2 separate regions of the Gossypium hirsutum genome follow, and region 1 is linked to region 2. The links are chromatin contacts, called in public Hi-C maps. All regions are on one chromosome and are shown on one strand. Each heading gives the region's core, a stretch centred on a gene start, on an enhancer-like site or on the middle of the called end of the contact. The rest is flanking DNA. Distances are from core to core; before and after follow the strand shown.

Region 1 (6,239 bases), core at 89-2,588, 160 kb after region 2:
ATTATTTATTTATTTCGAGTTAAGAAAAGGGTAAACTACACCTATAGTCACTTTTGTTTATATTAAGTTACATTTTAGTCATTTATATTTGAAATGTTACATTTTAGTCACTTTCATTATCATGTTATAACATTTTAGTCACTAAGTCGTTAATTGCAGTTAACGGTGTAACGGTAAGCTGCCATGCCATGTTAAATCATCATTTCAAACAAAAATTTTAAATTAAATTATACAATTGGTCTCTATATTTCTTTTCATTTTGAGCAATTTAATTTAATTTTTTATGTTCTTTAAATTTTCCTTTTTTCTTTATTTTCCATTCTCTTTTGCTTCTTCTCATGTTTTTCTAATTCTCCATTTCTTTTAACATATCAAGAAGTCAATTTGGCAATGAAGAAAAAAGCAGGAAGCCGAAAGCTATCAAAACCCATAAACCTATACCATCTATTAACTATCAAAACCCTTCACCATCACCCATCATCTTCATTTCATTCATTAACACATTCAACAATACCATGACCTCATTCATGACAAACCCAACAATATTATCCTCCTCACTAAATAAACCCACGTTCAAATCAATCAAGAATCCAAGTAAACAACAATTAATAAGCCCTGAAAAATCACAGAGAGTCAAAGATTAGACAATGACTGGTGATGGAGGAGCACATATAAGAAAATCGAGCCGATCTAATGGTTGATGATGGAGATTCGATCTTGGGTAGTCTAAATGTTGGGGATTTTTTGAGATGTTTTTGAAAGGATGTCATGGTAGTGGTGAAAGTATTAATAGATGAAATGAAGATGATGGGTGGTGGTGGAGGGTTTTGATGGTTAGCAGATAGTATGAGTTTATAACTTTTGGTTATAGCCAATGATGACTTTTAACTTCTGCCTTCTTTCTTCACTACCAAACTTTTTGATATGTTAAAAGAAATAGAGAAATAGAAAAATAGAGAGAGAAGCAAAAGAGAATAAAAAATAAAGAATAAAAGAATAAAAATTTAAAGAACATAAAAGAAAAAAATAAAATTACTTAAAACGAAAAAAATATAGGAACCAATTATATAATTTAATCTAAATTTTTTATTTGAAATGATGATTTAATGTGTCATGTTAGTTTACCGTTATATTTTTAACGAAAATTAATGGCTCGGTGATTAAAATGTTACAACACATTAATGTAAGTAATTAAAACTTAACATTTCAAACATAAGTAACTAAAATATAACTTGAGATAAATAAAAGTGACCATAAGTGTAATTTACCCTAAAAAAATGTTGCAGACAGTGGTAGTTTTGTAAATTAACAACACACCGTGGCGCCCAATTCTGGTAGGCAAAACGCGATCCCAACCGCGACTTTTGTTTTAGAACATTCCAGTGCGTTTCTCACGTAAAACAGAAAATTAAAAAGGAAAAAAAAAATTAAGGTAGGAAGTTCCCTTGTCTTCTTCTCGGTGTCGGACTTCAATTCATTTCATTTCATTTATCTGCAAGAACGAAGGAAATAGAATTTTCCTCTTTTTTTGTTTTGTGAATTCTTGAGAAATGGTTGATGTAGCCGATAAATTGGCATATTTTCAAGCCATCACGGGACTCGAAGATCCCGATTTGTGTACGGAAATCCTTCAGGCCCATGGTTGGGACCTTGAACTCGCCATCTCTTCCTTCACCTCTTCCACTCAACCCTCCGCTTCTTCCACTGTCTCTGATTCCGACCCTCCCGATTCACGGGCCCGGACTGATTCCGCCTCCGCCTCCGGTCCTATTACCGCTCCCGCACCGGGCTTAGCCTGGAGACTCGTTACATTACCGATTTCCGTGATATCCGGAAGTTTAGGGTTGATCTCTGGCGCTGTTGGGCTGGGTCTATGGGCCGCGGGTGGAGTTCTTTCGTATTCCCTTGGGATGATCGGGCTAGGCTCTGGGCAGGGCGGGGAATCATCGGCCGGGTTGGTATCGGTCACAGCTGCGGCTTCTGAAGCGATGGATTTCGTGGCGGCGTTTGAGAGGGAGTACGGAACGAGGGGGCCGAATTTTGTCGGCGAGGGTTTTATGGACGCGTTGCAGAGGTCGAGGAACGCCTTCAAGCTGTTATTTGTGTACTTGCACTCGCCGGACCACCCGGATTCGCCCGTGTTCTGCGAAAGGACGTTGTGTTCCGAGGCTCTGGCGCCCTTTGTGAATGAGAATTTCGTAGCGTGGGGCGGAAGCATTAGGGCTAGTGAAGGTTTTAAGATGAGTAATAGCTTGAAAGCCTCCAGGTTCCCGTTTTGTGCAGTCGTTATGCCTGCTACCAATCAGAGGATCGCGCTTCTTCAACAGGTGCGTACCATTGTGATTCTCACTTTGGATGAAATTATTGATAATGTAATTTAATACTGTTTTCAAGGGCAAAAGAATCATAGTGATTAGCTTTCATTTTGGAAATTTCAGAAACTGAAATTGACCCATTGTTCATACTCTCAGATAAGTTTAAGTTCATTTATGACTTCAATTAATCACATGATACCGGATAAGTAGGTAAAAAAATCAGGGATTTCATTCTAATTGTTATTTTGTCCTTTTGTTTCTGATGAGTACAGAGCTTAGTTGAATTTCTTCTTACTTTTGTTTTATGCATAATACATAATGTTGACAACGGATTTACTATATAGTAACTAGAGTTTACAAGCCAATAACGAGGTAAGTCAAATAGTTGTTAAAGTACAAATAAATGTAGAATGAATTTTCTTTTAATGATTAATTAGCATAAAGCTTATCTTATCCGATTTTCCGCATGCCAAATAGTAATTCCTCCTATTTTGTTGTAAGGCATATTTTGAGATTTATATTGTGCTTACTTTTGGGTACTAGCTTCTCTATTTCTTTACATTAAGATGCAGCTTAAACCTAAATTGTGCGCGCAACATTCCTGACTACATGTTAAACTTCTCTGCCTGCGTATGTTTTAATTACTTGACTTCATTGGAAAATTTAATAGCACTAGTGCTTCTCATTATTTTTTGGTTGTGACTTGTCTTAATAAATGGTTATTTAGCTGATTTATCTGTTTATGGACTTCTTTGCTTTCACAAATCAGGTTTATACAGTTTCAATGTCATTCACTCTAGCTCTTACTACATTCTGTGTGAAATTATCTCTTTCTTAAAGTCAAGTCTTGAGCCCTAGAATGCCGATATTGTTAATGGTGATCTTTCCTTTTGAGTATTACAATGAACTATTCTCTTTCACTGTAGGTTGAGGGACCTAAATCTCCTGAAGAAATGCTCACAATACTACAGAGAGTGCTTGAAGAAAGTGCTCCTGTTCTTGTTGCTGCAAGACTAGATGCAGAAGAGAGAAGAAACAACATGCGTTTAAGGGAGGAGCAAGATGCTGCTTATAGAGCAGCGCTTGAAGCTGATCAGGTAGGCTGATTTGTAATCTTAAATTAGTAACTTTAGTAACACTTCCTCATTGGTACCATCATATTCGAAGACGACTAGAAATGTGAAATTGCTATCCCTCTCTTGATCATTGAATGGATCTGTGCTGTAAAACCTACTGTTTGACTAATGACTTGACACTGTCATTTCTTTTTATGATTTAAGGCTAGGGAACGCCAGAGGAGAGAGGAGCAAGAACGTCTGGAAAGGGAAGCAGCAGAAGCTGAGCGGAAACGTAAGGAAGAAGAAGAGGCTCGTGAAAGAGCAGCACGTGAAGCTGCTGAGAAGGAAGCTGCCCGAGCTAGAATGCGGCAAGAGAAAGCCTTGTCACTTGGTGATGAACCTGAGAAAGGACCTAATGTTACACAAGTAATGTCTCATTGTTTTTGACTTCACAAGGTTTTAGATCTGGTTAAGCAGGCTTAAATACCTTTCTTCTCATTTCCAATGATGTGGTTCTGTTATAAATCACCTGCATTTTCGACTTTCTCTGTTGGCAAGCATATTTATTAGTTCCCAAATTAAATATTTGCCTGTTGTGTTGGTGAATCAGGTTTTGGTACGTTTTCCTACTGGAGAACGCAAAGAAAGGAGGTTTCACAGTACTGCACCAATTCAAGCTGTTTATGATTATGTTGATTCATTGGGTTGCTTAGAAGTTGAGAATTACAACCTTGTCTCCAACTTTCCTCGAGTAACATATGGTACAGAGAAGCGCTCACTGACCTTGAAAGAGGCCGGATTACATCCTCAGGCCAGCCTCTTTGTGGAGCTAAACTAGTCTGAAGAAGTTGATAGTGTGAAGCTGTATGATGAATGGTAGTTTCAAAGATACCTGCTGGTAGACCCACATATTTTCTTATGTTCCTTCTTCATTTCAACATAATTTAGCAATGACAAATTGAGAAAAACACACAGCTCCAAGTCACTGGATACTTTTTTCCCCACTTTTCTTCAATTAAGATTCTGTCAACCAAATGGAGGATGTTAAAACATGGGACTTTTAGGACTGAATAAGAATTTCTATCCGGTTAGGGTGTGTTCTTTGTTCTGCTGCTTAAAGCCAATTGACATGTTATGATATGAAAAAGGTTAAGATTTAAAGGTTTTATTATTGGTATTACTTTAATGTTTTTAATAATAACGGATGAAGTGTTTGAAAGCAGAGGGAGACAGAAACATAAAGCTAAAAACAACAAACAAACTGTGAAGAAAGTAATAATCTTTAGTTCATAAGTGATGCAACGGATGTTAGTAATTTGACATCAGTCTTATATAAGAACAGTATATCTTATAGTATTTATTTAATCTCCAGAAGATGACTTGCCATGTTATTAGAACACGGCCCCAGCAGGGAATAGTGTGAATTGCATGTGGTCGTAATAACAAGTGCATTGTTAGTCGTAAAGATTAGGGAAGAAGTAGTTAAATACAACCCGTATACGTTGAACAAAAAGGAGTCTCTGATGATATTTGGAGGGACATATCAGAAAGTTTTGGAAAGACATTAGGCGGCGAGCCATGCTGAGTGTTGGCCTTGTTAGGCGTAATACAATTCAATGAATCCCAGGTGCCCCATGGATGTGCAACTTGGTCGTTGAATGCTGCCCAAACAACTTCTAGATTCCATCCCTGTCCTGAGACATGTTAGAATGGATAGGTATAATCATATACATAGATCTTAAATCCTAGTTTTAGAATGTCATATATTAGTATGAATATAAATGTATGGACTTTCAACGTCAATAATAAAGATAAATCAGTTAGAAAATTAATGATGGATTGTATTGCATCTGGTGTGCAAGGAATGTGCACAAGCATTCATGTAATCTATAGAAGCGAGTGTGGCGAGAATATTTGTATTTGCCAATTTTTGTTCTAAATGTCGTCACAACAAATGTTAAGTAAAGTTAATTTATTATATCTGTAAATTAATTATTTTTTAGATAAAGTCATCATTCAACCTTTAAATCCTCCAATAAATTTTTAATTCTTGAACACTTCTTCTCTTCATCTAATCCTTATATGCTGACTATTTTAAATTGATTGACGGAAGTTACCATGAAGGAATTCTATGATTTCTTTGCTTTATAGATGAGAAAACAAGGTAAAAGTGCATCATGCAAGCCCTATAATAAGAGTCAGATTTCATTTTACTTTATTTACTCAAAAAATGAGTAAATTAATCCTTGTATATTATATTAAAGAGCAAATTGGTCCTAAATTCATGTAAAAAATTTCATCTATTTCTATTGTTAAAACTGTTGTAGTTAATAGAATAATTAGACAGTTAAATGTGACATGTCACATGCGTCTCATGTTGACGTATAGAGACCAATTTTTATTATTAAAATTGAGCAAATTAAACATTGTACATTAGATTAAAGAGTAAATTGGTCCTTTTTGTTAGAAAAATAATCTATTTCTATTGTTAAAAACCAGTGTAGTTGATAGAATAATCAAACAATTACATGTGATTTGTCACATGTGCCTCATGCTGACATACATAGACCAATTTTAACTGTAAAAATTGATGGAACTTTTAATAAGATGGTTAATTTGCTCTCTGATCTAACGTATGGGGACTAGTTTGCTTATTTTTTTTAGTATAAGGGGCAAAATGCAGTTTGATTCATAGTATAAGGGTCTCTGCAATACTTTTATTAATAAAACAGAAACAAATAAATATATGAAATAATCACCAAAAGAATTATTTTAGATATGATTAATTTTTTATATATATTTGCATGTACATTTTATGGTCCATATTTAGGGTTTAAAGTTGTCATTCTCAACAATTTTATCTCTA
Region 2 (5,883 bases), core at 850-3,349:
ATGCTCTAATTGAACTAAAGAGTAATATAGAGTAGTAGGGTCGATACCACAGGGACTGAGGTTCCTAATTTCCTATTTACGTGACCAAATTCCTGAGTCTAGATAGCTGTCATGCCCACGACTTGTATGTGCAAAACTGAAATAAATAAATGGGGATTTTAGTTGATAAAAAAAAAACAAGTATAAAATGAAATTAACAGAATGAAGGTTGCAAAATAAAGTTAAGTAATTTAAATTAAATTGGTAAATCAATTTGTGAATGCTTAGCTTTAGTCTCGCTACAGTTCGAACTTGAATTGATACTTGAAAATTGATTTCCTTCTTCTTAACAATAATTTAGATATAGCGACCAAGGATGCCCCAACCACCAACTCTTTCTTGTGTAGTTGGTTCTGGTACGACATATAAACCAACCTTTACCGATTATCTAACCACATAACACGCATTCGCGATTTAAGATCTCAGTAGCCTTGCGATCTAGAAAAGCCTAACTCGAATTAACGACCGCAATTGTGTAGGTCGTTAAAATCTTATCACTATCTCTCTTGACAAAACTCAACTAGCTTTTTCTAATTGGATATGCCAATTTGTTCATAAGAACTCGAATATGGCAAACAACCGACTCATTTTCCCAACTGTACGCCAAAACAACTCCCTCCCAATGCGCACTTTGAGCTAAAATTGGATCAACTTTAAAGGACAAATGTGATTATCCCATATACTGGAGAGATAATGAATACCGTTTTGAAAGGTTTTAGCATGAGTTCATATCTCACGATTTTCAATAGGAATGATAACAGACCTAAGGCTAAATGGGGTTTTGTTAAGCATGAAATTAATCATACTTGATTAGGGTTTAAAAGTGAATTTAAACGTAATGATAATAAGTGAAAAGGAGAAAGGACTTAAAAAGTAATTGAACTAAAAATAAGAAAATGGAAAAAAATTGTTAGTAAACTTGAATAGCTACTTATGCGTTAAAGAGAAAAAATAAGAATTGTTTTAATTCTATTCCAATGTGTCCTTTCCAAGCCATCATTACAAGGTATTTATATAATTTTCATATGTCAAATTTAGCATGATTCCTCCTAACATTATGCCTAACAACAAACTAAAATCATATTTTTTTTCTATTTATAGAGTTTGACAAATTCACAATTTGATTTTTAATCAGCCACTAATTCTGCAACTTTTCAATTTGTCCCCTTTTATTGTTTTCTATTCCAATTAAGCCAAATTTGTTTGTTTATTTGAACTTCGGTAATCTAATTGCGTCCTGACAAAACTAAAACTAGAAATCACAATCTTAGTAGCATTCTATTCAAAATTTGACCACAAATAAGAACATTAAACACACAAAATTAGCTTGCTATCAGATTGCTATGTAAATGACAATTAATATTTAATTAATTTTTAAAATTTGAAAAAATATTTCTTCATAATTTTTATATTTTAAAATAATTTTAACGATTTTTAATTTCTAAAAATAGTTTTAATTATTTTTTGAATTTTTAAATTTTAAAAACTTAATTAAATACAAACGTACCATCCAACCTCAACAAAGTTAAATATTAATTTTTCCATTCATTTGGAGTGATTTGAAAAAAAAAATTAAATTAAAAAAATTTAAAAAGTAAAAAATTAAAAAAAAAGCTAAAATGTGGTTTTTTTTAAACCCCAAGAAATGCCACCTAGTAGAAATTTCATAGGCATGGTGATTCATCTTCCCTACAGGAAATCATTTCTATTAGTATGTGCATTAACAATCAAATTATAATAGATGGGTAGAGAGATTTGAATCCACTGCATGTCACATATGCAAGCTTTTGTCAAGTACTCCTTTGAACATTTGTAAATAAATTATATATGTTTACAAGGCCGTAACCATAACAACATTGAGTCGAAGAAAATTTTAGATATTATCCAATTTGATTCGAATTTTTACAATTTTATTCATAAAAAACAGTTCAAATTTTTAGCATGAAAGAGATTTTGAAATTGTGGAAGGACTGATAATGTAAAATGTAGATTGGGAAATCAATCAGAGGCATCCTACTTCAGACTTTTTTGCATATCCACCCTTCTCATGTGAGAGTACAGGGTGGAAAGCTTAGTATTTTTTTCCCACCTAAAAAAGCAAGCACTGCAATAAAAATAGCCTTGTTAGAAATGTGAGAAGCCGCCCCCATCTTACATGAGCAAACAAACACAACAGTTATGAGATTCAGTCACATTGCAAGAGGTGGATTTTGTGACATTTCTTACCGAATTTAATGAAAAAGTTATGGCTCCAACTGGTCTCTTATATATAAAAACAAAACCCCATTGCACAATCAACACAAACAAAACCATGGTATCATCAAAGCTTCTTGTGGTTGCTGTTTTCCTGCTCTTTTCCTATTCATTTGCAAAGCTTCATGGTACTTTAATTGATCATGTAGCAAAATTACTTCTTCTTTTTGCAAGTAAACTAATTAATTAAATTTATGTGTTTGCTGAAGGTGCAGAAAAGGGTCCATGCAAGTCTCATTCCAATGGGGAGTGTTCAGCGCATGCAAAAAAAGGGAACGGTAAAGGTTGTCATTTTGCTGGAACATGCAGCAGCGGAGGAGATTGTAGGCAGGCATGCGCAGCCTTGGGCCGCAACCCTGATGCCGTCGAGTGTGTTACTTCCACCGGTGAAAACCGCTGCTGTTGTCTCGACATTTGAAAGACTGTATGAAACCGTAATGAAATTTACTTTACGTACCCAAATGCAAACCCTTGCAGTGTTAACAACTTGGACGAGTTAACATGGTCAACTGTTTGTGTGGTGTTTGTAACGAGTTATAGTGTCTATTGAGTGTCTTTTTGTGTAACTCTTTAGAAGTTTTTTATGAAATAAATTTATTTGGCTGAAAAAATGGAGTCAAAGTTCAATGTAGAGTTCTTAATATTGGACTAGTTGGCTAAAGAAAACTCTTGTTTGCTGCTTCTCCGATCTACATGATGTTTTTTGTTTTTTGAAAGTACGACAATTTCATTAAAAGGCCTCCAAATGTACATGGGTTCAAAAAGTCTAGATAACGAAAGATGAAGTATAAGGGTTGAAATGGTCCAGCCCATCCCGGAAGGAGACAAACCTTAGTCCCACCTTTTCCAATCCAAAGGGATGAATAGAGGAAACTGGAATGAAGCAGTCCTACTCCCAACCTACAAGTCTACTACCGAAGAGGTCCAAGAGGATCGCGGTTGACACCATAGAGCACGTAATCGATTGTTGTAAATCCTGAGCCTTCAAGAGGGCATCAGCATCCAAATCACAAAGATCCAGAGGACCCAGATCGACATCACCATGCTCGAGCGTTCGAGACCAATGTCAATGGTGCTCCACCCCGCACAACATCCTTACCAAAACGAACAAAAATGAGGCTCAAAAAGCTTCCGACCAGACAAAAGGAGACAAACTCTTAGACAAAAATCGTGAAAAGACCACGAAAAAGCCAAGGGTCTCTCTTCCATCTCTCCAATGGCTGAAAGCCGAGTGGAAGTAGGGGACCTGATTATTCTGCTGAAAATAAGGAAAAGGAAAAAAAGAGGATGGGAGTGAAGATGGGGAAGGAGAGAGTAAGGGGAAAGAGGAAGGGAGGAGAGGGCCGGCGATCGGCCATAAGACTGCCTTCAGTGGCTAAAGGGCGGAAAAACTGATTCTTAGGGATTACAAAATGTGAGAGGAAAATACAGGGACTGAGAAAAACAATATTATTGATAGTTATTGATTATTTTTTTAAGGATAAACTATATAAATAATCATTCAATTATAATTTTTTTTATTTTAAGCACTTAAATTAAAAGAAGTTTTTTAATTTAAGAATTCTCGTTGCATAGTTTGACCATTGTGATTAAAATCCCAAAACAAAAATCTAATATGGCGTTCTTTTTTTCTTTTAAATTTTGATTTTTTGCTTAATTAAATTAAAATTCATGTCATTGTTATTCATAAAAAATTATCACTTTAATCCACAACTTTTAATTTAATTTAAATAAGGTATAACCTTAAAAGATTTTGGACATTTGCATTTGTCAGCCTCTAGTGTCAGTTTCTGCCTTGGGTGGAGACTTTCTTTTTCGCAGACATATCTGCAAATGCCACAACAAATCATTAAATTTTACATTACAAAAATGAAAATATTTCCTTTTTTTCTGTTTTTTTAAAAAAAACCCAACATCAAATAATTAAAAAGTGAAGTGAGAAGGGTAATCAAATGTCACTACTTCAACAACATTCAAAGCCTTCTTTAGCATTTCATTCCATCCGCATAAATTAACCATATAATAGCAAAAGAAAAACCCATATAATCTTATGAAGGAAGAAGGGGAGAGGAGGTGCCTGATCATCCAATCAAAAGACGAAGGAGCACCAGCGCCATGAGCGAAGACTACCAGAGGTATGAATTGACTTGGGTCAACGATGATTTCGATGGTGATTCTTTGTCTTCGGTTTGCCCATTTGAAGGCGGTAAAGAAGCCATTGATTTCACTTCTTCTTCTTCTTCTTTTTTTTCCCACAAATCGAACAACCATCTTTGGGCTTCTTCCAAGTCGGTTGAAATTTGGGCCACTAAAATGATAAATTTTTATGGATAATAATAACGTAGATTTTAATTTAATTAGGTGAAAAATTAAATTTTAAAATAAAAATGTCATGATAGATTGTATTTTGGGGTTTTAACGGAGTGACCAAAATGATTTAATCATGTAATGTAAGTGTCTAAATTGCAATTTTTTTAATTGGGTGCTTAAAATGAATTTGTTTTAGTTAACTGTAGTTTACTATGTTTATTATTTGCAACTCTAATCTATAATATATATATATATATATTTATATATATTATATATAAAAGTATGAGTTTGAAAAAACTTTTGAACTTATGAGAATACCTATTACTTTTTATCATATTACTAAATTCACATTTAAAAATGATTATAATATTTAATTTAGAATTATTAGTTAAAAAAGTTGAAACAAAATAAAAGTTTTGATAATTATACATTTAAAATTAATTATAATTTAATAAAATCTATGATAAATATATTTTTAAAAATAATTAGAATTTAAATTACAAATATTAGTTAAAAAATTGTGCTAATTTTAAAATAAAATTATTAGTTTAATAAAATTATAAGTACAAAATACATGAAAAAATTGTGATAATTATAATAGAAATTATTAGTTAAAAAATTTGACGTAAAAAAAAGTTGTATTAATTTTATTTATTTAAATAAAATTATTACTTGAATAGGATTTTAAGCATATTAATTATGATAATTAATATTAGAGTTAATTACATTAATTAGTTACTATTTTGAATAATGTTATTTTGGATGTTGAATATATTAAAAATCTTTTAATTATTATTTAAAATTATTTATTATAATATTTGAACTAATAAGTTAATATATTTTATTACATTCAATTATTCAAATAAGAGATACTATTTTATTTGCAGTATATGTAATATTAGAAGCAAATGTATAAAAAAAGCACGAGTTTGGAAAAACTTTTGAATTAATGAGAATATCTTTTTATTTTTCAAAATTCACATTTAAAAAAAAATTGAAGTAAAATAGTAGTTATGATAATTACAAATATAAAAATAATTATAATTTAATAGAAGTTATTGTAATTGTACATTTCAAATAATTATAATTTAATTTACAATTATTAGTTAAAAAAATTGTGCTAATTTTAACATAGAGTTATTACTTGAATAGAATTTTAAGCACCTTAATTATCAATAGATTAATATTAAAGTTAATTATGTTAATTAGTTATTGTTTTGAATAATGTTACTTTGCATTAATTAAATAAAGTAAAACTATATTTTATATTGAAATATTAAA

What was found. Hi-C and Micro-C count contacts between places; a contact is called where the count stands out from the background.
Region 1: a contact with region 2 is called in a Hi-C map of leaf, with 2.7 times the contacts expected there. The contact joins the promoter of LOC107951184 here to the promoter of LOC107951317 in region 2. A contact is called at or near these places in 8 of 34 Hi-C or Micro-C datasets (callus and leaf).

The regions. Positions count from the first base shown.
Region 1 is chrA02:44,217,653-44,223,891 of Gossypium_hirsutum_v2.1, forward strand. It overlaps LOC107951184 (plant UBX domain-containing protein 10), which reads left to right and starts at 1,339. Exons shown (of 4, transcript XM_016886124.2): 1 at 1,339-2,327; 2 at 3,242-3,412; 3 at 3,596-3,799; 4 at 3,984-4,541. The coding sequence starts at 1,551. The coding sequence ends at 4,211.
Region 2 is chrA02:44,057,282-44,063,164 of Gossypium_hirsutum_v2.1, forward strand. LOC107951317 reads left to right here and starts at 2,100. Exons shown (of 2, transcript XM_016886320.2): 1 at 2,100-2,420; 2 at 2,502-2,982. The coding sequence starts at 2,285. The coding sequence ends at 2,710. It overlaps LOC107951318 (a long non-coding RNA gene), which reads left to right and starts at 4,048. Exons shown (of 4, transcript XR_005908966.1): 1 at 4,048-4,427.